4 separate regions of the Mus musculus genome follow, and all the other regions are linked to region 1. Evidence: chromatin contacts called from public Micro-C and promoter capture Hi-C data. All regions are on one chromosome and are shown on one strand. Each heading gives the region's core, a stretch centred on a gene start, on an enhancer-like site or on the middle of the called end of the contact. The rest is flanking DNA. Distances are from core to core; before and after follow the strand shown.

The links. Promoter capture Hi-C pulls out the DNA fragments that hold promoters and counts their contacts. Hi-C and Micro-C count contacts between places; a contact is called where the count stands out from the background.
Region 2: a contact with region 1 is called in a promoter capture Hi-C map of trophoblast stem cells, with 2.7 times the contacts expected there. The contact joins the enhancer-like site here to the promoter of Phox2b in region 1. A contact is called at or near these places in 16 of 39 promoter capture datasets (the 3T3-L1 cell line, 3T3-L1-derived adipocytes, the C10 cell line and 9 more), 5 of 484 Hi-C or Micro-C datasets (B cells, the HL-1 cell line, cortical neurons and 1 more), 8 of 115 datasets of contacts at active chromatin or transcription factors (embryonic basal ganglia, embryonic forebrain, embryonic stem cells and 2 more) and 1 of 9 other capture datasets (embryonic stem cells).
Region 3: a contact with region 1 is called in a promoter capture Hi-C map of stem cell-derived epiblast-like cells, with 3 times the contacts expected there. The contact joins the promoter of C330024D21Rik here to the promoter of Phox2b in region 1. A contact is called at or near these places in 4 of 39 promoter capture datasets (embryonic stem cells, hippocampal neurons, liver and 1 more).
Region 4: a Micro-C map of embryonic stem cells shows a contact between it and region 1, with 3 times the contacts expected there. The contact joins the promoter of Limch1 here to the promoter of Phox2b in region 1. A contact is called at or near these places in 4 of 39 promoter capture datasets (the 3T3-L1 cell line, cranial neural crest and embryonic stem cells), 9 of 484 Hi-C or Micro-C datasets (all in embryonic stem cells), 7 of 115 datasets of contacts at active chromatin or transcription factors (embryonic basal ganglia, embryonic stem cells and stem cell-derived neural progenitor cells) and 2 of 9 other capture datasets (embryonic stem cells and pancreatic islet).

What each region holds. Positions count from the first base shown.
Region 1 is chr5:67,096,427-67,103,871 of GRCm38.p6, reverse strand. Phox2b (paired-like homeobox 2b) reads left to right here and starts at 4,746. Exons shown (of 3, transcript NM_008888.3): 1 at 4,746-5,171; 2 at 6,009-6,196; 3 at 7,250-7,445. The coding sequence starts at 4,931. Gm33167 (predicted gene, 33167) reads right to left here and starts at 5,192. Exons shown (of 4, transcript NR_166599.1): 1 at 4,955-5,192.
Region 2 is chr5:66,713,086-66,720,530 of GRCm38.p6, reverse strand. No RefSeq gene overlaps it. Among named protein-coding and RNA genes, the nearest start is that of Limch1, 29 kb to the left of the region's middle. Within about 2 kb of position 4,785, at least 7 of the 459 cell types and tissues checked have an H3K27ac peak or open chromatin away from gene starts, as enhancers often do. A contact at or near this core is called in trophoblast stem cells, where this site is marked.
Region 3 is chr5:67,459,698-67,467,142 of GRCm38.p6, reverse strand. C330024D21Rik (RIKEN cDNA C330024D21 gene) reads right to left here and starts at 3,245. Exons shown (of 8, transcript NR_110363.1): 1 at 3,125-3,245; 2 at 715-816; 3 at 123-350. RefSeq lists a cis regulatory region at 2,667-3,729.
Region 4 is chr5:66,743,211-66,750,655 of GRCm38.p6, reverse strand. Limch1 (LIM and calponin homology domains 1) reads right to left here and starts at 4,767. Exons shown (of 26, transcript NM_001001980.3): 1 at 4,651-4,767. The coding sequence starts at 4,746.

The sequences.
Region 1 (7,445 bases), core at 3,497-5,996:
TTTTCTCCCCTTGATAACCTAGAACCTTCTGGGTGCTTGGTTACCATCCTATACACATGTTATAAACAGGTAATGGGAGAAACATGAGTCTATATGCTCCCATCTACATGCAAAAGTCAGTATCCAACCCACAGTCCTCAGAGACCTGGAGAAACCCTGCCAATGTCGTCGTCGTCGTCGTCGTCATCATCATCATCATCATCATCGATATCATTTCCCCCTAATCCAGGCGACTTAACCATCTCTGGTTTCTTTCCCAGTGCAGAGTGAGTTCTGGGTTGCTTGCTTTGTGCACGTTGTCAAACAGTTAACAATTATTAGAATCATGGTGTCAGGAGGTTAGTGACAAAAACTAAAAAGGTTTCTATTGGGAAGTGTGTAAACTTGGGTTGCTTTGCAAATGTTGTACATAGGGTTTTTTTTTTTTTTTTTTTAAAGTCAGATGCTTAGTGAATACTTGGGTTTGAGAGTTTTGTGGCTCCCTTGTTTTAGGTTCTGGGAGTTGGCATCGTGATGAAATCTGTGAGGATTATTTTCTTAGTGCAGGTAAGCAGGGAAATTGCAGTCTGCAGTGTTCTTTGTGCAGAGAGAGCCAAGGACAAATTGCACCCTCTGATTCTCTGGTTGAGAGAATGCCGGCTCTGAGATCCATCACCACCAAACATGGGGCTGGCTGTGTGTGGACGATTCAGATGCAACATTAAATAAATAAAGCAACCAAACAGAAAATTCCTCTGAAAATCTCCCTGCAGCCCAGTGTTTAACATTTTCTTCACCCCTGTGTCATTGTGCCTTGCCTACAGTGAAACACCCTCCTAGGAGTGAGGCATGAAGGAGCTGACAAGCATTTTCCCATGAATCGTTGCTACAATACAATGGCATTTTGTTTGCTTGGTTTGTCTCCTTGTCTCCTAACATTCTTTCTGACTTTCAAGGAAAAAAAAGGAGAAGAAGAAGAGGAAGAAGAAAAAAAGAGATTCTCCTATGAATGGCAAAGTAAAGGGAAGAAAAGTTTCTTTTAACGGGTCAACCTTTTTCATCTGATAGCATGTAAACATTTTCTCCCCTCGTGGTATATGTGCTGGTAATCTGGTGGGTTTTTTCCTCTTGTCATTTAAATAGCCCTCTCCCACCCCTTTGGCCACATAAGATCGCCTTTCCATTATTGATTTAGGAAATTGGCAGGGGGATAAAAAGTCAACCGTGCACACATACTAAGAAAGGGAAGACAGAGGAAGATGGATCAAACCATCCATCTCTCCATGTGGCCATTTATCTATCAATCCATCTCGCTTCCCACCCGCCTCTATTAAAATAAATAGCAGGCACTGTACACACTGCTGGTTGGCTGAAGTTGTGATCTGGACAAAAGGTCTGTTTGGGAAAAGGATGCTGAACCTCTAATTCTATTTGTGCCGGTTGAAAATCAGGAGGGGTTTTTCTACACTTCACTTTTATTAGATTATTTCTTATAGATGGCTTCTTTTTTCCTCCCAGACGCGTGGTGGCGGCTGCTGAAGCAGTTGGTCTATAGTTGGAATAATTAAATTAACCATTTGGTACAACTTTTAGGGGAGCGCTCGCGTGTAGAAAGCACAACTGGGACAAAGCAGGGAAGCTGGGGCTGGGGCTCTGGGCTGGCCCATTCCCCACAAGCCTTTCATCGCAGCCGAGCAGAATCAGGATCCTGAGCCACAAAAGAGGGGCCAGGGCTGGGGACAGGGCGAGTGGGAGGGACAGTGACACTGAACAAAATAAACGTACAAGGCCTACAAAGGGGAAAATGAAGTCAAGAGCGTTTGCTCAACCAACCGTGCGGTTCTAGCTAGGAGAGGTCTTCAAGGAGGCGCACAGCACATGGGTCGGGTGAGGATGGGCACCAGGGGGCGTCTAGAGAGAGGCAGAAGACCGTCCAGTCGGCTGAACAGGGCTGGCACCCTGAAGATGGCTGGCGCGACCAAGTGGAGGCAGCTTGGAGCCAGACTACGGGAGGGACAAGCCTTGGGCTGGCGCCCTACGGGTGGCTTCGGCTGGGCTTGTCCCTCCTCCGAGGGCATTTCCTGCTCTCCCCCCCCCCAACCCCCCTCCCCACTTGTCCAGCCCGAGGGCATTGAACAGGATAGCCAGAACCTCTCCCCAAACTCCTTTTCAAAGAACTGCCAGTGCACCATAACTTTCAACCCGGAGTCGGCTGAAAAGGTGCCTGTGGAGGCTGTTGGAACACAGTGTAGAAATTCGTGGTGTGGAGGGTTCCTGACTCTGTTGAAGAGCAGCTGTCAGGAGCCTGGGTGAAGCTTCGAATGGCTTACACCGGTCACACACCTCAGACAGGCTTTGAACCTGGCCTTTGCCAAACCTAGGCCTTAGAGACTAAACGCATCCTAGACCCCCTAAATGTCTCTCCTGCAAGAAAAAAAAAAAAAAAAAAAAAAAAACCACTTAAAGCCCGTCTCAACCAGGCGCAGGCTGGCCGGTGTTAATCTGGCCTAACCTGGTCTAAACCCTGCGCTTTGGCATCGTCAGAGCGCTGGCCTGAGCTAAAACATCCCTTTGAGAAAAACCAACGACTCTGCCCTCCTTTCTGGCCTCAGCCCTAACTCCCAGGGAACGGAGAAACTTGGACAATCAGCGCCTTGTGCTTGTTGGCTTACCCCCCCACCTCTCTGAAGTGGAAGGCAGTGGGAGAAAACCAGCGAGGGAAATTCCATGTGGATCCGTGGGGTACACAGGCACCTCCCGGTCCAGATGCAGATTCATATTCATGAGGGAGCGATAAATAAAGACAAATTCGCGCAGTAATAACCCTTGGATTCGCATCCGTCTTTGCTGGCCTTTAGGTTCAGGGACTGAAGACAGATGTTTGTATCCCCTTTTCTCCTCTTGTCTGGTGACCATAAAGAAAAACCATTTAGAGTGTTGCAATTTGTTTCCCGCCGCAGTCAAACCTTGAACGCATTTATTTTCATCTTACCCTCGTGCACAAAAAAAGTGCACGTTGCTCACCAAGGGCCCTTCTTTATCAAATACGCATTGTACAGCGTACAACTGCAATAAAACTATCAGCTCTCCCCATAAAACTATCACCAGCTTCCTCGCTGGGTCTCCTTGCCTGAACTCGCCAGTTCAGCGCTCTTCCGTACAGAGGATGCGCAAACACCTGGGCCGAGGCTGAAAAGGCTGGGGGCCGGTGTCGCTGTGGGTTTAATCCATTACAGCGTCTGCAGCGGTTTAGTGTGCAATAAAGTAGGGTGGCAGTGGAGAGCGGGCGCCCATCCACTCCCCAGCACTAGCATCGAATTAAACCACTTAGTTTGGCAAACACTGAACGCCTAAATGCCCCTATAAAGACTTTATGAGTTTGTTACTTTAATTACTGACTTGTTACAGAGCACATAAAGGGGGTAATGAATGCAATAAAACTAATTATCTACACATTTAATTCATATAAAATATCCAGGGTTTGTTTACACCGCACGGCGATTCAACTAAGCATTTCCCCCCTCTTGTCCACCGAGAGGAAGGATTTAATGAAATATTTCCCTTTATTCTGCTAGAGTCTAACGAACCAAATGAAAATTACCCTCCGCTTAAATCATAGGGCCAAGGAGGTCCACAAATCACGGCTGGCTTCTTTGTCTGCGCCTTGTTGCCAGGACCCAAGAGCCCGAGGAATCGAACTAGGAAAGTGCGCTGCTTCGAGCCGTTGCCTTGTTTGCTTAAATTGCTCCGTGAAGTCCAAAAACCTAAAGGGCAAACAGGCAGCGATCCTCTTTGGGAAACTCCAAGTCTGGAGGGGATTGGGACGCGAAAGAGAGTGCGAGAGCAAAGGGCTGGAAAAGGAGACCCCCATTTGGGTACATTTCGTGCTGGGCTTGGTAGCTAGCGAGTGATTAAAACGAACCTCCACCACGGGAAGTTTCATACACGCCGATGCAAATCTGAACTAACGCAGGCAGACACAGCACTGCTAAGCGCAGAGAAACGTTCAGTAGGAAATCCAGATGTTTCACCTTTGAGAGCTTTACTCGGTTGTTTATTTTACTCTTGTAAAGGGGCTGTCTGCCCACGTCTTTGGAAAGCACATTAAGCTTCGAGGAGAAACACAATTGATAAGATGCTATTTTTTCCAACCCCTTGGACTAGGTGTATTTTAAAGAAATCCGCTTATTCTTATCGTTCACATAAAACCCTTTGGCCCACTTACGCTATGTTACAGGGCGCCTGAGTCTTGCCAATGTCCCAGTCCTTTATAGCATTTCATGCACTTCGGGGGAAGGCTTGTTGTTAAATTGAGCGTGTAACACTCTTACAAAACAGGTTTTCTATGACATCAAGGTTTCTTCTCCCTAACCAAGAAAAAAAAAAAAAAAAGGACGAAGAAGGGGGGAAACACACTATCTCAATTTATGCCTAAGGTATATGATCAGTTAAAAAGGCTTAAAAGCTCTTGGAAATTGGATCAGGGAAAATCGTCACCCAACTTTCATTATTTCCAAGTAGCGTGATTGAATTAAAGGGCAGGAGCTGGTTAGAAGGGAGGATCAGGGGCTCGGTGCGTAATGGTGTGGTATTAAATTCTAATTAGAGATGCAGGAATCAATGATAGGGAGGTTGGACAGCTCAGTTCCCCAGTGCCAGCCCAATAGACGGATGAGTTATTGTCATGTAAAAAGCGCCAGCAATAAGACCAACCGCTTTGCTATTGTCCAAGTGGAAAGAGCCAAGTTTATTATGAGGACTATATACTCTAGAGACCTCAGACAAGGCATCTCACAGGAGGCTTTTTCATAAAACTAGGCTCGGCTGGTAGTAAGGAGGCCAGTGTGGAGGCAGGCGTTGAGCAGTGCACATCTCCCCACTCCAGCCACCGTCTCCACATCCATCTTTTATTTCATTTTTCCACTTGGCTGAGCCATCCAGAACCTTTTCAATGTATAAAATGGAATATTCTTACCTCAATTCCTCTGCCTACGAGTCCTGTATGGCCGGGATGGATACCTCCAGCTTGGCTTCAGCATATGCAGACTTCAGTTCCTGCAGCCAGGCCAGTGGCTTCCAGTATAACCCGATAAGGACCACTTTTGGGGCCACGTCCGGTTGCCCGTCCCTCACGCCGGGATCCTGCAGCCTGGGCACCCTCAGGGACCACCAGAGCAGTCCGTACGCCGCAGGTAAGGACCGCTAGCTCTCTCAGCGGAAGAAGCTGCCTTTCCGCTCGTATATAGGAAGCCTTGATTGCATTTGAAAATGGAAATGTGTTTAGTATTTACCAAACGAAATTTGCTTACACAAATGAAAGAATTTATCACGTTAGAAGCGATTGCAGGGAGGGGTAATTCACTTACAGGGTTACACTATCCTAGTCACACCCGAACCGCCAACAAAATTATCTTAAGCTGCCAAAATGATAGGCATAATTTATTTACTTTGCGATGAGACGTAAAGCTTAGAAAATAATTAAATAACAAAGAGTAAAGCTCATTACTGGCGGTGTCTCTTTTTTTAAAAGAACCGACAGCGGCTCACACCTCTTTGGCCGGTCATTTTTATGATCATTTCTTGAATTTATTGGTTTTCTTTACAGCACTATCCCCCAACTTTGCGGTATCAAGTTCTGAGAATTGAAAAGTTGCAACAGTGGGCGTGAGTGGTTAACTTCGTTCCTGGCTTTCTGATATTCCAACTAATGATGGTTTTGGACTGTTTTCCTGCTGAATGAACTATCCTCCATTTGGGGCCTCAAACACTCTCCAACTTGCTATTTCATCTCACCCAAAGGCACTTGGGCCACAAAAACAGGCACAAAGTTACACTCGCGCCCCTGTTTCTGTATGATACTAATTTGCTGGGTTTTCTTGGCAGGTCGCCGTAACTAAAACCTCCTTCTAGAAGTGCCTGGTGTCTGTAGCGGCTCCCGGGCTATCTGACCTTGGTCCCCGCGTTCTGGTTCAGTGGCCCTTCACATCCTGACTGTTTTGCTCACTCTAGTCTCCTCTGTCATCCTCTAGTTCCATACAAACTCTTCACCGACCACGGCGGCCTCAACGAGAAACGCAAGCAGCGGCGCATCCGCACCACCTTCACAAGCGCGCAGCTCAAAGAGTTGGAGAGGGTCTTCGCTGAGACGCACTACCCTGACATCTACACCAGGGAAGAGCTAGCACTGAAGATCGACCTCACCGAGGCGAGAGTCCAGGTACGGGAGACCGAGTGCCGCAGCAGCAGTGAGGGGGTGGGTGCTGACGCTTACGGTTCCAAAGGGACCCAGGCCCGTCACAGAAATGGGATTTGGAGTGTTATGCGCACGAGCGGGGATGGGGGGTGGGGGCTAGGACACAGACTCTAGGTAATTTATTCACAACTGCAGTGTTTCCCACCAAAGCAGGGGTTTGGGAGTTTGAACGAACAAGGCTTTTTTGGAGAGAAGTGTCCCGTGAGAGGAAGATTGCATCCTCTACCTGTATCTATGTCAGCTTAATTGCGTGATTCGTTTGCCCACAGTGCCTCTTAACTCAAGCGCCCTTAAAAAATCTAGTGCCCCTGGCGCAAGGAGTAATTTCCTAGTAACCAGGACTTGAAATAGATTCACGAAGGGGTTGTTACTCCATTAGAGTCAGAAACCCGCACCTTACTATAGCTAACCAATTGGGAGCAAAGGTGCTTTCTGGAGCTGGTCCCCCTAGCTGGGTATAAGGTCGGTGAGCACTAAGAAGGTTCCTCTGTGGATGGCCAGTGGATCCGTTGTGTCACCAAAGCGAAAGGCACCCTCCTTCCACCATTAGACCTGAGAAGCCTAGAAGTAGGTGAGACGCCCGTTTAAGAGTACGGAAAAAAAAAAAAAGAAAGAAAGAACGAAAGAAAGAAAGAGAAAAAGAAAAAGAAAAAGAAAAAGAAAAAGAAAAAGAAAAAGAAAAAGAAAAAGAAAAAGAAAAAGAAAAAGAAAAAGGCTTCACTTTTAGGGCCTTCCTGCTATCTTTGTACTTGTCCCTTACGGTGTCATTTCTTTGGCACTTTCGTTTGGGTCCTAGGAAAGTTTCTCAGCAAAGGCAGTAGCAGCGAGAAGGGCAGACTTGTCGGACTCTGCTCTGTAGTGTCTCAATGGTCCATTCATACAGCGAAGTGTGTGTGTGTGTGTGTGTGTGTGTGTGTGTGTGTGTGTGTGTGTGTGTGAGAAACAGAGTGGGTCTCGAGCGCCACTTTGGTTTCTGGTTTTGTTCACCGGTTCAATCGCCTGCCCTCTCTTTGGCAGGTGTGGTTCCAGAACCGCCGGGCTAAGTTTCGCAAGCAGGAGCGCGCAGCCGCCGCTGCTGCCGCCGCCGCCAAAAACGGCTCCTCCGGGAAGAAGTCTGACTCCTCCCGGGACGACGAGAGCAAAGAGGCCAAGAGCACTGATCCCGACAGCACTGGGGGCCCGGGACCCAACCCCAACCCGACCCCCAGCTGTG
Region 2 (7,445 bases), core at 3,536-6,035, 380 kb after region 1:
TGAGTTAATCCCCTATACACGCACACAAATTAAATAAATAAATAATTTTTAAAAATAAAAAGTTAAGGTAATGGGCAAGCTAGGAAGATACCCAATCAACCTCTGTCCTACACACACTTCAAAAACATAACAAAACATAATTGTGTTCTGGAAAAATGAAGAAAGTCAGAAGTCATGTATATGAGGTGTGCATAGAGATCAGTAGCCACCACATAAGATATTTTTAAAGACTATAAAAAAATCAAATATCCAATAAATCTATCAAAAGGTACAAGTCTCCCCTGATATAAAAAGATCATAATGTGTGGCCAGCATAAGGGGAATTCTAAACTACTGGTAGAATGGTCATTGGGAAGCACGGGTTACCAGCACTTGGTAAAACTGAACAGATATGTGTCCTATAGAGATAAGAAGGTGGGTATGGAGGGAGAGGGGCAACTTCCAGTCGGCTAGAGCTGCATCACAGGAAGGACATACAAACCAAGAGGACCCACGTGGCCAGCCGAGATGGCTGACCACCAACTGTCTTTTGCTTCACGTCATTGGTTTTGCAAGATTGCCTGCACCCATCATGCATCAGGTGTACCCATCATGCATCAGGTGCACCCATCATGCATCAGGTGCACCCATCATGCATCAGGTGCATCGTACATCCTGGAAACCCCACATAAGGACAGAAACATGCCCATACCTCATCTCTCCGTTAAATTTTGCCCATAAAGCCCAGTATCCCAAACCCTCTTCATCAACCCCATCTCTGTTTCCTACTGACTCATCCTAAAATTCTTTTCTGTGGCGGAAGTGAAGATGGAAGCTCCTCCGGGGCACAGGTCTCTGAGAACTCGGCAGGGTGCCCCGCCAGCAACATCAGGTTACAGCTTCCACTGCTGATGACACTACAAGCCAGCAACTGTCACCTTAGATGTCCCAGAGGACTTTGGCATGGCTGTGTCACAAAAGTAAGATTTTGCTATGTTATTTATGGTTGATGCTGGGAAAACCATACCTGCAGGCAATCTCGACGTCACCAATAACTAAGATTAATGAATCACACCTCAAGAATTCGAAGGCTACTCCCTATGCTGTCCGGCTTTTCTCCTCAACTAGTTCCTGACCAGAAGTTCTCACAGCCCTACCAATCCAGACCCAGTGCCTCCACAAGACCTGGCTGATGTTCTGAGGGGTTGAATGGGTGGAGGAAGGGCACTTTGCATCAGTCTAAATTAGAATTTAAAATAGTCAGAGAGAAAAATACAGGCTGTCAAAAGTTATCACGGAGGCATATCGCTTACAGAAAATGTGAGAACATGCATGGAAGATGCTCGACCACCCTCCCTCGATATTCACGCCAGTCACTGCCTCCTTGGCAATATTACACATCTATAACAACCATCACAGCCCACTGGGAGAAGTGATGTCACTCCCCTCCATAACCTTGCTAACTCAGCAAAAACAGAAGTGGAACAAAGCAAGAAAAGCCCAGGCTACACAGAAGCCTTGTTAATGGACATGCCACTGTGACCTCTGATGAGGGTGCCCATGCATTCTTCCCGTAAGCACTGAGCAGCTCTCTGTGGACAGCTGGGAAGCTGGGAACACGGGGCTCAAGTAAGGTTGGCCTTTTCCTCCTCCACTCCTGAGCCTAGAGGTGTGACTGGGCATGGGGGGGGGGGGGGGTAGAAGGGGAGAAGACACAGAGAAAGTGAGAGATTTCAACTGTGAGTTAACAAGTGAATGTTACTCCTTATACTCTTTGAAATCCTTTTTGACAGTATTGCTGGTTCATTACCCCATGCCTGTCCATTTTCCTCTGGAGGATGAAAAGGTAGAAACTGTCTGCTGCAGCCAGCCGATCTCCAGCCAAGGACTCCCTGTTAAGACTGTGACCTTCTAAGCCCCACTGACATTTCTTTCACTGCCTGGTGGAAAGTACTTTACTTAAATCCTCTGGAATCACTCATCTCAACAACTACAGATTTCCTCTCTGTACCAAGCCCCTTTCCTCCAGCCTTTATGTGGCTTTGTTTCTGGGACAGTCACATGTTTCTTAAACTCCGGATGACATGCCTATTTAAGCTTCATCAGGGGACTGATCCCTGAGGTGGGTAACGGTTCACATCTGGTGAAGGAGGTGTTCAGAAAATAAAGAATGTTGTTCTCCAAATTACACATTCTGTAATAACACACAGGTTCTGAGGCTGATACGCCTTTTGGAAAGAAGAAAAGAAAGGGGACTCTGGGTGAAGCCATACATATTCTCTGTGCTTGAAAGAAGCTAGGGGGTCCTAGATTGGTTTCTGTTGCTATGGTAAATGGCACGACCAAAATGAAAGTTGGGGATGAAAGGGTTAATTCTGTCTTTCTGCTTAGAGCTCATCCAAGGAATGCCAAGGCGGTGATTCAAAATAAGAAGCTAAAGGCAGGAGCTAAAGCACAGACCACAGAGGAAAGCTGCTTCCTGACTCACTCTCTTGCTCCCCCTGGCTCACTCAGCTACCTTGCTTACACAGTCTGGCTCCACCTTCCTAGGTGGGCACTGCCCACAGTGGACTGGGGTCTCCTCCATCGATTGTCAGTCAAGAAAATGGCCCCACAGACATGCCTGCAGGCCAATCTGACGGAAGCAGCTCCTCATCTGAGGTTTCCTCTTCCATACATCCAGGTTTGTGTCAAATAGGCAAAAACCAACACCAGCACACCAGGCTCCTGGGAACTGATTAGATACTGTTGGAGATACCATTCTGACCTTGGGACCTAGCAAGTAGACCTCAACGTCTATAAAATGGGAACAAAGACCTAATGCATCAAAGACCTGGACTATGGTTCCAGGATCTGAGAAAAGCCATAAATGCTCTAACCTTGATTTTTGGCTTCTCTAGTTTTTCTTCTCACTAACTGTCCCTGCCAAGGATGTGATTTTTGTGCATAAAAGTACAATGAGGCTTGGAGCTACATGATTTGGGGAAGTTCTGGAAACTTTATACTGTATAGCCTAGTTGGAGATTGCTAATGGCAGGCAACACAGGTTTTCTATTCACCTTTAAGTGTGTCCATGTGTTCTCTGATTGAACTACCTTACAACAGCACAATCCGGGTCTTTCTTCCCCCCTTCTCTGCTTGTTTTAGCCGAGACACCCCACCCAACACTCTTGTCTCAAGGTAGTACAGTTGCCATGAAAATACCTTTGACCTCTAAGTCTGTGTCCAGTCTGCATTAGTTTCTTTGCAATGCTCTGTCCAAAGCATACAAGAAAACAATTTAAAAAGACAGACAGAGATCTATTTTGGCTCATGGTTTCAGACTGTTAAGTTCCTGCCTCCATTGAACCTGGGTCCAAGGAGAGGCAGAATACCACAGTGGCAGGAGCCACATACATCAGAGTGGAGAGAAAGCAGAGCCAACTGTGAAAAGGTGGTGGGCCAGATGTAACCTTCAAAGGTTCTTCCCAGTGACCTGTTGTTCTAACTAGGCTCTACAGTGTAAAGTTTCTAGAACTTTCCCGAAGTAGCACTGTCCATTGGGGAACAAGTGGTCCACAATCAATCTGGGGTCACAGCCAGGCCACCATGTCTACCCAGTCCTTATTTGGATGCTGGGGATTCAAACTCTAAGCCTTATGTTTGCACAGGAAACCCTCTACCTACTGAGCCATCTCTCCAGCTTCAAGGGAGATTTCCTATGTTCTCAGCATAAAGAATGATGATTGAGGTGAGAGAGGCGCCCACTGCCCCATCATTGCCCATACATACATGGACTAAAGAGTCAGTCACTGTATCCTGCAAACATGTATCCTTATTATGTAGCAAATTAAAATAAAATCACACTTAAAGGTAAATCATTTGGGAAGTTGTAAGAGGTAAAAATGGTACTGGAAAGAAAAAAAAAAAACCGGTAGGGCAGGCTCAGAAAGGAAAGCTGGTTGCTGGATGTGAGGGTTAATCTTGACTGTCAACTTGACTGGATCTGGAGTTAACTAAAAGACATACCTCTGGGTAGGTCTGGGAGCACATTTCAGGGAAGAATTAACCAAAGAGGGAAGCTCTTTCCCCAGAGACCGGCCAAGTATAACAAGGTCCAGGAGGAAAAGCAGTTCCTTGATTGGCTGCTTTAGCTTGTGGCTGATGCCTGCATCTCTCCCACTGGGCTACAGTATATCCCAGCCAAGTTACTTTTGTATCCAATGTGGAATGAAGACCAACAGCTCTCCAGGAATCCTCTAGACTTCAGGACTAGTATGGGACTCTGAGTCAGTCATCCAGCCTCATGAGCTGAGCAGTGGCTGGGTCCTTAGACCCTTCCACCATTGTGGGCCTGCCCAGTCTATACACGTAAGCCAATCTGATAAAATGTATTGTAGGATAGGCAGTATTCATTGTATCAGTTTTGTTAAAATGTATTGTAAGATATGCAGTATTCATTGTATCAGTTTTGTTCCCCTAGAGACATGAGGGAGGTGAGGAAATTGGCCAAGCAAATACCTGGGTGAGAATGTTCTAGGCAGAAAGAGCAGCTAAGTACAGATTCCTTAGCCCAGCAATAGTGCCTGTTACAAGAACCACTGGAGTCACTGTGGCTGGAGTGGGTGAGAAAATGGAAATAGCTATGATCAGAGATGCCTAGTACATATTTGCCCTAGGAGTGTATGAAAAAACAAGGACTTGTTTTTTAAATTTTGCTTTTAAGAGTTTTCACATGCCTTGAATGTTTTCCCATAGGAGAGAAGTCTCCTGGCTCGTGCAATCCATTGTAATCTTGGAATGCTCAAGAGGCGACTCTACAAGGCATTGTGTTCTTTCATTGCCTGTGGGGGTGGGGAGATTTCCTGGCTGTGTCAAAAGATGGCCATGTGTCCTCTTATCCAGGAGTCACTGGGCCTCTTAGTGGAGTCTAAGGCCCAGGAGATAAAGTCAATTCTGCAGGTCGGACCACAAGCCTGTGGTGCTGACAGGCTACTCCGAGTTCATGGCTGACACAGTGGGAACCAAAGATTGGGGGCATCAGAAGATGGAGGTGTGTAAAGAAGTGGAGGAGCCTGGCTCACTCAGCACACTGTCAGATGGCAGTGGAAAGGAAACAGGCTCTTGTGAGCAAAAAGCTTCCCCTGAGTGGAAACTGACCCTCCAAGAAGGTGGTGAAAGCCACATACTAAAACTGTGTGCCCATAGTTTCCAGCCGCCACCACAGGACCAACTGTTAGATGTGGGGGCAACTCTTTCAGTCCCTCTTTTCTGGTGTGTGTGTGCATGTACGTCATTTTAAACCAAAGGAAGACTGTCAATGTCCTCTTCTGTCATATGGCACTTTTCTTGAGATAGTGTCTCTCACTAAACCTGGCTCTGGCCTTTTTCACCTGAGCTAGCTGGTCAGTAAGCCTTAGCAAGCCTCCTGTCTGCCACCCATGCAGCAGTGGGGTCACAAACACATGGAGCTACACCTGGCTTGATCACCATCATCACTGCATATATACAAAAGTCAGAACTCAGGTCTACATGGCTGCTCAGCACTCACTTCCATTCGCTGAGCCATCTCCCCAGCTCTTAGTATGTTCAAAATGCAGATTTAGGGAGCCTGTCTCTGGATGGTCTGAAGCAGTGGATCTTCAGGGGAATTCAGGAATTAGTGTTTCAATTTTTTTTCCAGTTAATTGTGTGTATACGTTTCCAGGAGGAGGTTCAATTGTGCACATGTGTGCGCTGTCCAAGGCGGTGTCAGTTCCCTTCCAACTAGAGTTTCAGGTAGCTGTGAACCACCAGACATGAGTGCTAGAAACCAGATTCCACTTTCTGCAAGAGCAGAACAGCTCTGAAACTCCAGTCATCTGGCAAACCTGGAAACGGACTGGGTTTTGTTTTGTCTTTTCTGTTTGGTGGCCTGGTTATTTTGTTTCTATTTTGAGATAGGGGTTTGCTGTGTCCCACCTGCTGGATCACCTGGAACTTGCTATATGGACCAGGCTAGCCCAAATACTCAGAGCTCTGCCTGTCTGACTCTCTGCCTGTCCTGAGCACAGAGACACACCCGGCTTAGCGGATTTGTAGCTTTAACTGCTTCCCAGGGGATTCTAATAAGCAGAGAAGAGGGTGAGCCACTGTGGTGTCGGGATAATGTGCCTATGTTTGAGCAGAAAAACGTCTTTCAGTTATGGCACGTATGTTTGTCCCAGCAGCATTTCAGGTGATCAAGTTAAGATAAGGTACCAGGCACAGAGAGGATAGCTAGAATTTCTGAGATTGCAGGTCAGAAAAAAAACATCTTCATAGCATAGATACCCTTTGGGAGGATTTGTTCCTCTTCCAGCAAGTCCTGCCTAAGATTCACTAGACAGGAAAACAGTCGGAGAGTTGAGCCCATCAGCGGACCAGAGAGGCAGGAAGTTTAAGGACCTAAGAATTTCTAAAGATACCCCTAGTAATTTAAGAGAGAAAAAAATGGGTGTGGAAGTATTATGGTTTGTATTAAAAATGTCCTCCCACAGGCTTGAGTGTTGGAATGCCGGGTTCCCAGCTTGTAGCCTTTGGGAGTCTTTGCAATACAAGTCATGGTTGGCAGAGGAGAGGCAGCATCTGATAGCCCAGCCCTGGCTCTCTGCTTCCTTATCTACTTAGCATAAGAAACAACATGGTGAACCCGAACCCCATCAGCTGAGCCACTCCAGATGCCCTGTTCCCCGTCGTCGTCGTCGTCCCCCCCCCCCCCCCAACCACCATGACGGACTGAATCCCCTGAATCTAAAAAAATTAAAAAATAAAAAAGTCACTTCTGGGACTGGAGCACGACAGGATTTGGATTCAGTTTCCAGCAGCCACTCCTGGGGATCACAACTGCCTGTAATTCCAGTGCCAGGGGATATGACGCCCCCTTTCGGTGTCTTCTGGTATGGCACCATCATTGGCTCGCATGTGACACACATTTCTACACACCCACAAAAGGAGGGAGAGAGGAAGGAAAGGAGGGAGAGGGGAAGGAAAGGAGGGAGAGAGGAAGGAAAGGAGGGAGAGAGGAAGGAAAGGAGGGAGAGAGGAAGGAAAGGAGGGAGAGAGGAAGGAAAGGAGGGAGAGAGGAAGGAAAGGAGGGAGAGAGGAAGGAAAGGAGGGAGAGAGGAAGGAAAGGAGGGAGAGAGGAAGGAAAGGAGTCTTCCTCAGATTGCTTCTGTCAGGCATTTAGTCACAGAGATGAGACATGAAACCTTCTCTAGGAGCCAGTCAGCAAGGTGGCTCCCCCTCGCTGACTGCTGGTGTTTCCTCACTGTGCTCCCACAGCAGAGAGCAAGCATTGGGCTAACACTCTTCCACAGCTGGCCGTGAGAAACCCTGTGGCTTCCATGCAGGGCTCTCTTGATCCTTTCTGCTCCCTTCTTAGGCCCTAGCCTGTGGTGAGAACACTCAGCAGCCTGTGGAGAGCCCCTCACAAGGACGAGCTGGCTCAAGAGCCCAAGTTTGCGGAC
Region 3 (7,445 bases), core at 1,996-4,495, 360 kb before region 1:
GGATCTTATCAGAGATCATGGTTATTGGAACTCCGTATTTTACAGCTTCCATCTCATTAATGCCAGCACTAATTTGTGGCCCAATCCAATACCACCCCCATAAGATCTGCATGAATACACACCGGATTTCAATCTGCCATTCAACAAGCACGACGTCCTTTATGTTCATTATTAGCCAATCAGACAGCCCCGGATTCTTTTCTCGGCATTTTTTCCATAGTGAAATCATTTTGTTATTTCCAAAGCAGTTGCTTGGTAGGAAATATTCAGGAAGGGGGAAATAATGATACCAGTGCCAGCCTGTTCTCTGCTTCCTTTTCTTTACAAACACAACAGCTCCGACCTGAAAACTGATTCAAATTAAGTCATCAACTTTTTGTCAAAATCCTCCTCCCTTAAAATAGCTCTTGCTTAGAACCACCTCATGAGGTTTTGTTGTTTTTTTTTTGTTTTGTTTTGTTTTGTTTTCTCTCACCCTCCAAGGAGTAAAAGGACTGCAGAGAAAAAACTAACTTACGCTCTGGCTGAGACTCAAACCAGGTTGACAAACCCTAGATCGATGCCACGTGTGCTGGGATGACCTCATTCTGATACCTACCTTTTTATTCTCCAGCATGCTAGGGCCTGGGGTCATTATTATGAAACTCTCCTTTGTTCAATTTACATGGTTAAATGGTTTCCCCTTCACATCATTTCAGCCCCATGCATCATTACCAAAAGGGCTCCACTCTGCTGTAATGTTCTCCATTTCCTGTTTCAGCAAATGCCTCGGCCTTCGACAAATTTCAGTTGCAATATTGGTTCAAGCAGACTTGGCTGTTCAAATTTGGAAATAAATTAAAGGGACAGAGGACATTAGTAAATAAATGGAAATAGCAAATGTTAGGGTGCTCTCGGTCAGTGAAAAGTCGCAGTGAAATCCAAGAGGGAGGTCATTTTCTGTTCTCTTATTAATGACTAAAGACAAATGACCACAAAGTTGAGTCTCTCCTCATAGATTAAGGCCTGTCAGGTACTGCCTTTCCACTTCTCTCTGAGTCCTCATTCTTCATTCCACATTTCCAGCAAGTGGACTCTGAGGTGCAGAGCTGGGCTTGGACATAGTTTTCACAGGAGGTAAAAGGAGGAGGAGGGAGAGGCTGTAGCAAAATTATACTGTCCACTCAGCCAGCCCCTCAGAGGGTCTGAGGCAGGGATGCTCCTTCAGAGGTATCCCCAGTTCAGGCAGAGGAACTGGGCTTTTTTGTCCCCTTATCGAACACTGAGTGTGGGCTGTCTCTCTAAATCAATGCAACTTTGGACAAGGATGCTAATTCCCAGAGAGGGCCATCAGCCTGCCTTTCAGCCATTAAGAATAAATCCTTGGTCATGCAGGTATTGAGAAGGATTCAGGACAGCAGGCAAGGCACGTGGCAGCCCTTTATCCCATGAAACATCTGATTAACTACCCTAGGCTGAGCAGGCTCTATGAGAAGACATTTGCTAAAGCCACTTCAATCGCATCTGATGTCGGGCTATAATCTGCAAAACAGATTACTGTTATGGGTTTAAAGCATGCATTCCTCTCTTGTTTTCGCAAAGCACAGACCTCTAACATGCACGCCACAGAAGAGAGAACTGGCTTTTTGTCTCTTATCAACTGCTTCTGTGCCTTAAAGTGACTCTTAACCTCCATAACACTTTGCTTCCTCAGCAGTCAGACCAGGATGACAATATTTACTGCACCTTCCTTTCAGGGTTGTAAAAATGGCCCATGTGTCTGAAACATTAGATAAACAATAAAAGCTTATGCAGATGGAATTTATAATATTTTGCAAAGAGAAGATGCTCGAAAAGGACACATCAAACGGCTATGAGAATACAATAATAGCTTTCCCATCTCCCAAGGAGTCTATGGCCCCTGGATTCCTTCCAGGACACTGTCTGGGTGTCTCAGTCTAGAAGCCTGGATATAACCTGAGTGAGACTTAGTGTGACAAGAGGGGCACATCCTCTGCTGTGACAAATGACACAGCTGAATGTCCTCCACCCTGACATCATGGCTCAACTCTCCAAAACCCACAGGAGGTCCCTTGAAGCAACTGATAACGCTATCTGTGTTTTGCCTAAAAGAGCTCTTTACCAATTATGTCTAAACAACTGTACCCATCACTTGTACTCCCTAACTTGTGTGGAGGTATCCTGAGAACGTCATCATAAGGTAAGGTTTATGATCCTTAATCCCTAATTCTGAAACCCAGAGAGCTCTGTAAGCCAAGTTTCCCTAACGCATTTGGTAGGAAAACCTGAGCTTGGGCAAGACTGCTAATTGAACTCAACCCCATGGTGCATTTCGCTGTGGAAATAGGAGGATACTATGAGATGATTTCATAACCTCCAATGGCAGTATCATACCCTCTAGTACACTGCTTCTCAACCTTCCTAAATCTGCAACACTTTAATATAGTTCCTTTTACTGTGGTGATCCCCCCCTGCATCATAAAATGATTTCATTTCTACTTTATAGCCTTAATGTTGCTACTGTTATGAAATGTAATGTAAATATTTGTGTCTTAGGCGACCCCTGTGAAAAGGTTATTGAACTCCCAAAGGATCTTGACCCACAGATAAAGGACCACTGCTTTAGTATAACACCAACCTTGAGATGCCTCCAACATATATGTTTTAAGGCTTCGCATGTACAACTAGCTGGATGTAATACTAGGCTGGCTAGTTTTATGTCAACTGTACACAGGTTAGAGTCACTGGAGAAGGGGGAGCCTTTGAGGCAATGCCTCTAGAAGATCAAACTGTAGGCAAGCCTGTACGGCACTTTCCTCATTGGTGATTGATGTAGAAGGACCCAGCAAATTGTGAGTGGGGTCACCCCTGCATAGGTGGTTCTGGGTTCTATAGGAAAACAGGCTGAGGCAACACCTCTCCATGGCCTCTGCATCAGCTCCATCCAACACAAGGGAAGAGGCTGAAGAAGCCCCAGAAAAGACATTAAAGAATGGAGGATCAGGGGGACAAGGCAAGGTCGTGAGTGGAGGGAGCGCCAGCGGGCAGGGCCCGGCCCCCGGGGCTGTGGCTTCGCCAGACCTGCTGACGGAGCACCTGAGCTCAGCTTCCCAAGGAAACTTACAGAAGGAAGGCTTTATTTGGCTTATGGTTCCAGGACAAGTCCATCTCCATAATGATGGGGAAGCGTGGCGGTGGAGAGGCATGACAGCGGATGGCAAGGATGGCAACCGGAAAAGGAAGCTGAGAAGTCACATTCCGGAATCGCGAGTACAAATAGTGAAGAGCAAACTAGTAGTGTCACTCTTTAAAGTCCCTCCCCCAGCTACGTAATTCCTCCGGGAAAGCCATGCCCTCTAAACCTTCAGCAAACAGTAGCACTTACAGCCCCCAAAGGTCAAGGCTAAGGAAGACATTTGTCTTTCAAGCTACCTTGCTCTCAGCTCCTGCCATGGGGCAAGAATCCCAGCCCTTGCCCCCTCTGAGTTATGGAACAGCCTTTTTCTTCTTCTTCTTCTTTTTTTTTTCTTTTTTTCAAATTGATTGAAATTTTCATGTAGTTTGAGCTGAGAATCACAAAAAGAGGAAATAAAGATTATTTCAAAAGGTGAAAAAATGTTCAGAAATTGGTCAACTAGGATGGACGAGATGGCTCAGCAGGTAAGGGTCTTGCCATCAAGCCTGAAGACCTTAGTTCGATCCCTAGGACCCACACATTGGAGGGAGAGATTCAACTCTCACAACTTGTTCTCTGACATCAATACTGGCACCATGGTATGCTCACTCTAAATAAGTCAAGCTCTCTCTAAATAAACAAATGGTCTTTTTAAAAGTTAGCTCTTGGTTAATTAGAAAACAAAACCAAATTCTTCAGCACATAACACTCAAGATATTAAGATGTCAAATATAAAGTATTAAAAACTTTAGCCAGGTGGTAGTGGTGCCCACTTTTAGTGGGACAGCCTTCTGATCAATTCCTTTCCTGTTTAAAGTTACCAAAAGAGGTTCTGTTTCTTTGGCTGTGAGAAATGAATTCACATGAGTAGAAAAGTAAGATTAGAGGCTGGAGAGACGGCTCCCCGGTTAAGAGCGCTGGCTGCTTTTTCAGAACTCCTGAGTTCCATTCCAGGATCTAGTGGCTTACAGCCATCTGTGATGGGACCTGATGCCCTCTTTGGGGCACAGGTGTACATACAGACAGAGCATTCAAATACATAAAATAAATAAATAAATCTTTAAAAAGAAGAAAAGAAAATTCTTTTCTTCTTTATGTTAAAAAAAGTGATGACTGCTGTTGGGGAAAGATCAGGGTCCTTTTAGAGGTTTGACAATGAAGACAGACATTGGAGCAACTGCTAAAAAAAGATTGGCTAACAGGAGGTGTTTGAGGGGTGACAGGTAGGGAAGGGTGAAGCTTAGGTAACAGGGGACAGGATGATGTAGAAGAGGGGAGGGAGGAAGGCTGGGAAGCTGGGGATAGAAAGAGAAAGGTTTATTTTTTTCGCTAAGGTCCAAGTTGGCAGAAGTGGTGGGAGGTGGGAGGCTTCATGGAGCAAGTGAATTATAGCCTGGTGGCTGCGGGTGATTGGAAGAGTAACAACCTGGGCATGACTGAGGACTAGGGAGGGGCTGCTCTCCAGTGTACAGTGTAAGGCAGTGAGGCCCACTTGCTAAAGAAGGGAGGTAGGCAAATCCAGATCAGAATTTTGTCATGGACATGCGACTGAAAGAAAAACAAATAATCCAAGCAGTCTAAAACACATTTGCTCATCATGATCTCTGATCTACATCGTGAGGGAGGCTAAGAGGCAGGAGAGATTTGTGGATTGCAGAGAAAGAAGGGTGAACAAAAGACAAGGCTATTAAGTGGTGGCTACAGCCTGGATGTGACAGAGAAATGGAAAGTGCTGGAAATAGTTGTTGGCTAAGGCCTCAAGACTGAAGGGCAAGCCCCAGCACCTGGCTAGTGGCTTTCCCCTACAGGTAGATGAGTCTGTTTTTTTCTGTAGGGGACTCATTTTTATTTCTTCATGTTTCACATGCATAAGTTGCCCTAGGAGATGAGATTATAAGATAAAGGGAACACGGCCTGACTCTGGTTAAGACTAGAGCTAACAAGGTTGATGTGATAGTGGAGAATTGTCTTGACAACTTTTGCTTTCCACAAAGATGCCTCAATAGGGGTCTTCACGGTTCCACATGGGATGTAGGCTATCCAGGTAAAGCTTTATGGCAGGAATGTCCTATCTGGAAGAGAGAAGAAAAGTAGAATGAGATTAGGAAACATTACATTATGTTACCGTCACACACCATACCATGTAAGTCTCTGCAGGTTGTGTGTTGTACAATCAAACCATATTCACAGTGTAGACAACACAGACGTGGATATTTTTCCTGACAAGTTCCTGCAGATGACAGTTAAGTACTTTGTTCAGAGCATCAATATGTTTCAATAAGCATCTAGCAAGCAGAAGTAAATCACCTGCAGAAAACAATGGATTTAAGATATTTATATCTGTACCTATATTTATATCTATATTTTTAATATATGTCAATATATGTCACATAGGCCAGCAGTAGCCCTCAGGGTCATGTTGTCATAGGTTGCCTTTTATGGTATCGCTTGCCACCAAATACAACCTTCGGTAATAAGAATTTCAGGTGTAAAAGAAAAGCTAAGAGAAGTTTAATAGTATGTGATAAATTAAGCACACACTGGGATGAAGCAGAGCAGAAATGTTTGCCCAAATCACCCAATTCCATGATTTCCATGCTTCCTACTCTCCTAACTCTGCCTCCCCTGAGAACCCTCAGCGGGAAGATGCTCTCGTGTCCACTGATCTTCTACCGCCTCGTACACTTTCCTGGATGCCTTCACACAGGACAGTAGGTAGGTCTTAACCTTGTGCTCAAGATGAGGACACTGCCCCCAAGGGGTTCCCCAAGATCTCACAGCTTAGCAAGTTGCTTAGGTACTATCTCTTTCTCCCCTTCCTCACTCCACACACCGCCATTAATTCTTCTGGATTCTCATACCCCATTTTTCTAAGCGTAAACACAAAATCGCCTCTCTCCTGTCTAGAACATTCTTTGTATCCCTTTAGCACAATAACCATCAGAGATCACTTACAAAGTCAATAAGGTAGCGATCATCCGGGAATATATTGGTGTCCCCCAAAACAAATGAATGAAGGACAAGAATCAAGCAACAGCTTCGTCTCGACGAATAAACTCAGCTCTTCTTGTTGCTGCATGGAGTGTTCATTTGGCTGACTTATGAATTTCACCCTAAAGATTAATTTGGCCCGCTATAAAGAGCATAAGAATTAATATTCAGCCAAGATATGAATCTTTCTTCATTTTCATTTTAGTGGAAATCAATTTGTTAAACTACTGTTGAGTGCCATTTGTTACGTGCTCACTCCCACTTTGCTGCTCAAGTTGAGGTATTTGAAAACATCTGTGTGAACACTTTCCGTCAATACTCCCAGATTTATACTGCCGGCTTACGGTAACTGCTATCTCTGAGAGCGTTATGAATTAAGCCTTGTGATACTAGATTTTATTGGTCTTATGCAACAGAGATGAGATCAATTTTTTTTAAAAAGCTCAGTCAGAGTTGTCTTGGGGGTGGGACATAGAAATGACCTCTAGATGGAAAACATACTACCAAAAACCTGGGCATAGCCTCCGTCAGGACTTTCACTAATGGTGACAAAGACCTGACAGAAATAATAAAGGCAGAGATTGCCCAGTGTGCCTCATTATTCAGGCCACAGAAACAAACACAAGGTGGAGCACAGTCGCTTACACCAGGAGGCCAAGAAGCAGAGACAGAGAAGAGGGGTCCCAGAAGAAGCTAAGAACTCCCAGGGACACATCTCCCAGGCTCTGGTGACCTTTTTCCTGTGGTTAGATTTTTGCCTTCTAAAGTTCCCAGGATGTTCCACAATCGTATTACCAATCAGGATCCTCTGGATCTTACCATAAGAATCTATGAGAGATATTTCATACTCAAACAAGGCCGTAGCCCTCCTGATGTTATCATGTAGTCTTTCTCATGTCTTAGCTCATTTCTCACAGCAGTCACTAGGAGAATACTCCACTGTCTTTGAACCAGATCCTGAACTAACTCTCCACCCGACTCTGTCTCTCCTGCTTCAATTTCCCTGCCCTTCTCCCCAGGACTGTTACAATGAAGTACCATAAATGACTGCCTTAGAGTAGTTTGAACACAGAGATGTATTGTCTCTTGGTCCTAAGTGTTCAAGTTAAAAACAGAGTTCTGAAAAAAAAGTCTTGTCCCTGAAGGTAACAGGGTTGTGTCTGGTCCAGACCTCTCCTCCAGGTTCTGATGGCTTTCTGGCAATCTTTGGTGATTCTTAGCTTATGGTCACATCATCTCAAGTTCTGCCTCAAATTCACGTGGTGTTCTTGCTGTTTGT
Region 4 (7,445 bases), core at 3,518-6,017, 350 kb after region 1:
ATATTAGACTCATCGGCCTGCAAACAAATACCAGTGCTAGCATAGAAGAAAGGGGGGTCAAAAATAAGCTACCAACTTGCCAATCCCCAGTTTAATGTATTGGACTGTCTACAGGGGTCAGGCACTGAAGATTTTTCTTGGTGTTTAGTACAAAACTACATGTTCAACCTAATATCAAGGGGTAATTTTCTAAGCCCTAGTAGACTGTGAGGTCATCTCATAGGAAAGCTATCACAGGCTCTCCTCTGTTCCTAAAAGCAAGCAAGAGCTGGGCAGTGGTGGCCCATGCCTTTAATCCCAGCACTCGGAAGGCAGAGACAGGTGGATTTCTGAGTTCGAGGCCAGCCTGGTCTACAAAGTGAGTTCCAGGACAGCCAGGGCTACACAGAGAAACCCTGTCTCAAAAAAAAAAAAAAAAAAAAAAAAAAAAAGCAAGCAAACAAGAGGTAGCATGCAGTATCAGCTTAATCAATAGCCCAAGTATTCAGAATTAATAGACAGAGATAGCGACAACTTCTGTCTGGAGTTAGATTTGATCAAGCATTAAGTAAAGTAAAATATAATGAAGTGAAATCAGTAGGTAACTGAATTATAGTATGTACACTCGAAACTTATAGTTCTGAAGAATGTCTTTCAAACTCAGACTTGGTGCCAGGCAGTTATGGTATATGCCTATAATCCCAGGAGGGCCCAGAGTTCAAAGTCAGCCTGGGCTACTTTGGGCTGTCCCTACCCAGTCTGTGACCGGACCGAGCCCAGCTTTATTATCGAGTTCACCTTTGGCAGCTGAAGCAGAAGCTGGTGTTGGGGGAGGTAGGAGCCTGGCTTCTGAGCCATATTTCCTGCCCAGTAAGATGGTCTTCAAACAGTCAAGGCAAGCCTCAGTCTCAAAACATCAATATAAGACTAGGGATGTTATGTCAGTGAAAGAGTACTTGCCCAACTCCTGGTACTGAAACATAAATAAATAATTAATAAAATAAGATAATAAAAGAGTGAAACCAAAACAGAACAATATAAAATTCAGTTGCTATTAGCAATAGCACCAACAGTCATCGCAAGGATGGTAATAGTAAGAATAACAGCAACAGTAGTATAAATGGTAACTATGATATCATCACTCAAGCAGTACCAGGTGCTATTCTAAGTACTTTCTTAACATGCACATGTCTTATGGATTTGTTGTTTGTGTGTATGTGTGTGTGTGCATGCATGTGCGTGTATTTGTATATATGGACCCACAACACTGACATCAGGAGGCTTCCTGGATCACTCCCCATACTGTTCTTTGAGGCAGCATCTCGAAACTGAACATAGAGCTCCCTGCCATGGGCTAGTCTAACAAGCCAGCTAGCATGAGATCCCAGTGCTGGAACTACAGATGGGACCTAGTGGGCACTTCGGATCCAAATACCAATCCACGCACTCACCAGGCAAATGCTTTAACCAACAAGCCTATTCTAAAGCACTTTAAAGTATATTCACGTATTAAATCCTGCGGCACTCCTCCAAAGTGAGGTGTTGTTTAATGTCCTGTTTTACAGATGTTTCAACAATATCCCCTTTGTTGTTTTGTTGTTAGTTCGAGGTATCTCTCAAAGAAAATATCTGGAAACATAAGGACAGGAAAAGCAGCTTGCCCAAGGTCACTCAGCTAGAAGTGACAGACCTGGTCCCCACCCAAGGACTTCCAGCTAGGAAGCTGGGCCTCTTGGCCCACTGTGCAGCTTACTGCCCTAGGAAAATAAGCTAGAAAGGCAATTCAATAGGAAGTTGGCCTTGCCTCTGCCTGCTGAGAGTGAATTATTCCTTGAACTTTGCTGTCTCCCCTTAGGACCCTCCCCAAAACCACTTAAGGTACTCTCAGGCTGCTCCTACAACCATGGAAAGTCTCTGGAAATGTGACCCAGCTGTCCCTACCCAGTCTGTGACCGGACCGAGCCCAGCTTTATTACTGAGTTCACCTTTGGCAGCTGAAGCAGAAGCTGGTGTTGGGGGAGGTAGGAGCCTGGCTTCTGAGCCATATTTCCTGCCCAGTAAGACGGTCTTCAAACAGTCAAGGCTACAGGCTGAGAAATTCCTTGCTAAGAACCTGTGTCCGGAAGCTTGCTCTGTGAGCCTTATTAAGAATGTAAATTCTCTAGACAGACCAACTCAAAGAAGCCCAGAACTAAAGATGCAGAGTAGTAGCAAAGTTTATTTATTAACCTGCTGCACCCAAGGGAACATTTTGGTGGGTTTTTTTTTTTTTCAGAAAAATTCCTGACTGCACAGAAAGAAAAAAATGAAAAAGGCCTGTGGGAAATTTAATCACCAATGGAACAAAACCGAAAAACAAAGCCCTCCCCAATGAGGATGTTGCCAGAGACAATGGGCCCCTAAGGGGAGATGCGATTGTCTCCTGATAAGAATCCCCACGGGAAGCGGCTCACACTAAGAAACACATTATTGCTGTATTAGCCCAGGAATCTTTGTTCAGTGGGCAACTGTGTGCAAAACCATCTGTTATGGCCCCCGGCTCCCAGTTTGCAAACGTGGCATTTACATTTCAAGAATGGGAAGGGGAAAGGGGGGGGAGTGTTGAGCACTCCCCCAATGCACACACACACACACACACACACACACACACCTTTTTACCCAGCCTGGGCTTAGGAGAGGAAACTCCCCTTTTGATGAAATCCAACTCCACTGAGGAAAGGAGATAGGCCACTTCAATTATGCACACGCAGCGTGCCTGGCAGCCTGGTCCTAAAGCCACACACACACCATTTGGGTTTTCACTGTCTTTGACTGGTTTAAAGGGCAAAGTATCAAGAGCCATTCTAAACTGTGTTTAGCGCTTAACCCGGCTCTGCTTTCTTAAACTGTCTCTTCCTTTCCTCAAGCTGATATGAAAGCTAATGTTCTACACTGTGTAATGTTTAGCCTGAAATACCAACAGGAAAAAAAAATCTTTATATATTTTGATCTATGGGGAGATGTAATAAATATGTGTACATATTCCAAAATTCACAGAGATGTGAGATTCAGATTTGCATTCTATCCTGCATGGAGTTTATACCACAATGCACTTTTAAAGGCAGGACATGTATGTCAATATTACTATAAATTACTATCAGTTACTATCAAAGAAACTGGGAATAAATCACGTGCCTATGAGAAAACAGAGGCTAATTTCCCCCCCAAAAAATTCAAGAAGTTGAAAGAAGCTGTCACACAACTCTCCACTACTGTCTCCAGTGAGCCTGTGAGCCCCAAACTCAGAGAGAACACCTGTCATGCTCCAAGCCTTCCATCAAAATAAGCCTTCCATCAAAAATAAGAGGCTAACGTCGTTTTCTCATCTGGTAGTAAGTTACATCTGGTAGTTACAAGAGACAAGCCAGCCCTGACTTTTAGTAATGGTGCCTGGTATATATTGTTTCCTTAGTTCCGTTTTTAAATAGATGGCTCCAAACGCTAAGGAGCTTTTTTGCATCCATGAAGCTGGTTGACCCTGAAAGGTGGCGGCCTGTGGCTGAGCCTTCCAGCAATAGCCTCTGCAGGCAACCCAGCAGGTTTAAATATACAGCCCTATAGTTCTATCACCCTACCAACATTGGAGACCTGGGCTGTCCCAAGGGTGGGGATGGGGTCGCTAAGCGACCATCTGAGTTCTCTGAAGCGTATTCTTGCTTGGTCACGACTTAGCTGCACACATCCTCCTTTGAACTCTCAGGCCAAGGGGGTTGCGCGCCATTTAGCCAAATTCCTCTTCTACAAGGCATTTTAAAAGGTGGTTCATAGGAATTCCAAGAGTGGATCACAAATCACCTCTCCCACTCTCGCCCTCCACGCGTCCTGAACCCAAAGACCGGATTGTTTCAGAATAGCAGGGCTACTGAGCTGCACCTGCAGATAGACATCATGAATCAGGATCACCCAGCGAGCGCTTCCTGGACTGAGCCGAGAGCTCCAGTGATTTCCTTGGCCTTCCACCGAGTCATTTAAGAAGTGAAATGTGCCAACCTGGCCCGGTACGGGGCCTGCTGCAGCCCACCCTGCGGTCTCTGGGACAACCGATAGCTGGGCAGCGTGTCTACGGATAGCGCACTCACAACTAGGTCTTGCAGGTTCCCCCCTACGCTGTGCTCTGCGCCAACCTTGCACCTGAACGGGTGCCAGAACACAGCCAAGAGGCTTGGATGGGTATGAGCCTCAGTGGTGATACTGCCAACTCTGCTCCGGAAGGGAGAAGAGAGAGGCCAAGGGAATGTGGAGCAGTGAGCGGGACACCCCGAAATGCGGCTCCCGCAAAGGGCTCTGGAAGCTCGAGCCCCTGTAGCCTTTGCAGCGCTACGGCTCGCACTGCGCTTTCCGTAGCAGCACTTGCAAACCAAGCGGAGATTGCGAGCTCCGCAGGCAGCAGGGATGAAGGCGCAGGGGACAGCCTCTTGCCCCTGGGCGCACAGCTAGACCGCAGTGTCCCCCCTGTTCACGCCCACCATCCCAGAGCCCCAACGCCAAGGGATCTCAGTCTTCCGAAGGCCGCGGAGGATGACCTGGGGAAGCTGGCCACGAAAGTGGGGGAAGGCTGGACCTGAGGTCGCTGCTCTCGGGGCAGCAGCTTGGGGCGCCCCTGCAAGGCCGCCCGCCGGTGGCGGCACCTACCTCGATCCACTTCTGTGCCTCGGCGAAGGCAGGCTCCGGAGGTGGTTCGGGCTGCAGGGGTTGAAGGACTTCCAGACCGAGAGCGGGGCAAGCCATCTGCGAAGCCCGGCGAGTACTGGAGCGCTCGGCCGCCGGGATGAGCACAGCCTCCTCCGCAGGAGCGCGCTCTCCGCCCCTTCCCGCCCGCCGCGCTCTCCAGCCGCCTTCCCCGCCCCCACCGAGCGCAGGTCCCGGAGGACAGCGGCGCGCACTGCCGGAGGACACCGTGGCCACCTCAGCCAGTGGCGCCCGGGCCCGCCGCTTCGTCCCCTCCCCCAACTAAAAATAACCTGCCAGGAGCTCCGGGCGTCCTTCCCGGGCTCATGCAAGGACCGTGGGAGGAACACGGCCCGCCACCCCGCTTGTCCTGCCTCCGGCCGGCTACTTTGGGTAGCAGGTCGAGCTGCACCTTGGGTGAAGCTGGGCGGGGAAACAGCACTACTGCGGCAGAACTGGAGGACTGACTGGCACCTGCTGTCCCTCCCAGCTACAGACCTGAGGCCTAGAGCTGCAGCTCCGGACCCAGCACTCTAAGGTGTTCACAAGGCAACCGCCAGATCTTTCTGTTAAAAGGGGAGGGACTCCCCGCAAGCTACCTGGGCCTTAGCCTGTTGACTCATTCACAGGATTTATTCAGCTCTTATTATTCTCCAACCACCAAGCTAGGAACCTAGGACTGCCGGATTGGGAATGGGGGGTGGGGTGGGGGCAGGGAGGGATAAAACAAAAACAAACAAACAAACAAACAAACAAAAACTCCTAAAATGTGTGCTGGTTAGTTTTATGTCAAGTTGACACATGTTAGAATTATCTGAAACAAGGGAACCTTAACTGAGAAAATGCGAGGGAGAGCCTAGCCCATTGTGGGTGGCACCATCCCTAGGCTGGTGGTCCTGGATTCTATAAGAAAGTAGGCTGTGCAAGCCATGAAGAGCAAGCTAGCAAGCAGCACCCTTCTATGGCCTCTGCATCAGCTCCTGCCCTGCTTGAATTCCTGTCCTAATTTCCTTTGATTAGGAACAGCGAGATAGGGAAATGTAAGCCAATACCCTTTCCTCCCCCGTTGCTTTGATAATGGTGTTTCATCACAGCAAGACACAATTCTAAGAACTTGCCTTCAAGATACGTACACTTAGACTGGGATATAGCTCAGTTGGTAGAACGCTTACCCAGCATGCAGCTCACCCTGCTTTCTGTCCCCAGCGTCATGTCCTTGGAAGTACAAGCTCATAATCCCAGCACTCACTAGGTGCAAGCAGAAGATCAGAAATTCAAAGTCATCCATTGCACAAGCCAACTTGAGCTATATGAGACACCGTTCTCTGTATGTATTTCTCTAGATATTCACAATACCGATATTCACACTGGGGAGCAGACAATAAACATGGGAATCAAAAGATGTTGTAGAATGAGCTATCTGGTAAGAGATGGCCTGTGTTGAGGAGAGAAGGTGCCAGTTGATTTTTAATAAGCTGCTCATGTTGCTCTTGAAATGGCTGCACCAGTGCATTTGGGAGGCAAGCATGCTGGGAGAGGCCTGGAGGAGGGACAAGTGGAGAAGGAAACTGGGTATTTACGCTGGTGTCTCCCTGAGGATTGACTGACACCACCACTCTAAAGCAACATATGTCTTCTTTCCTTGGGTCCTGTCTCCTCTTGACCCATTCCTCCCTTCAGGCCCAGGAATGCTAAACCCCCCTGGTTTCCCACCTTTGCCCACTTCCTTCTATCACCCCTTAGTTTTGCTCAGTCACTTCATCTGTGGCTCAGTAAGCTCAGGGTGTTGTGACAAACCTTTCCTGGGAAGACACAACCCACATGTCTACTTACACTAGGCATGGATCCTGTGGCAGATGAGATACAAGTCCAACTTGGTGAACAATGAGTTTCATTGGGTTACTTAGAGGAACGTGGGTGAGACGTTACTTACAGTCGCAGAAAGGACTCAAAGACAACTGCATCACTAAAGCTCACCCCAGCATGGGTGACAGCTCACAAAGCTGGGAACCTGGAGCTCACAGCACAGCCTGCAGGAAGCTCAACGGGTGAAGAGTACCCTTTCCAGGTGCCTCAGTTGGTCTAAACTTCTTCCAGGCAGCTCTGCTGGCCCTTGCTTCTTCTAGGCAGCTGGTCTGGTCTGATTCTTCTTTGCAGCTCAGCTTGTTGGAGAGTCTTCTTTGTTGCTTGGCTCTGCTCTTCTTAGGGGATACTCAGTGTTTATTGCTTACTCTGTCAGGTCAGGGCCTGGTGAATCTGGTCAGTTTCAGGGACTTCCTGAAGCTACTTTGAGTTGGTTACCTTCCTGCTTAAAGAGCTTCCCTGCAGGATGTAATATTGCAATCTCAGAGGAAACTTTTATGCAATACAATGTTCTTGATTGACACAAAGCCAGTGGATCTATCTCTCTGAATGGCTGCTGGTAAGAGGTCATTGAGGGTGACTAGAGGTAGGCAGGTATTTACCATAGCTAAATCTGTCATCTGTTAATAGTCTGAATTCAGTTTGGGTAGAATTCTGCCACTATAACACAGAGATATAACCCAAAACAGGCTTGAAACACAGTTCTCTGTTTGGGAGCCAGATGACTTACAGTGTATAAACTTTGAAAACTACTTATATGGCATTTGAATGGAGCAAAGCATAGGTCTCATTGCAATACAAATAGGTAACCAACCCAAACTTTATTCTAGTCCTGTTCCCATTGATATGAGAAATCCGGGGACATGAGGAAGCTAGGACATAGACTCAGACAGCCT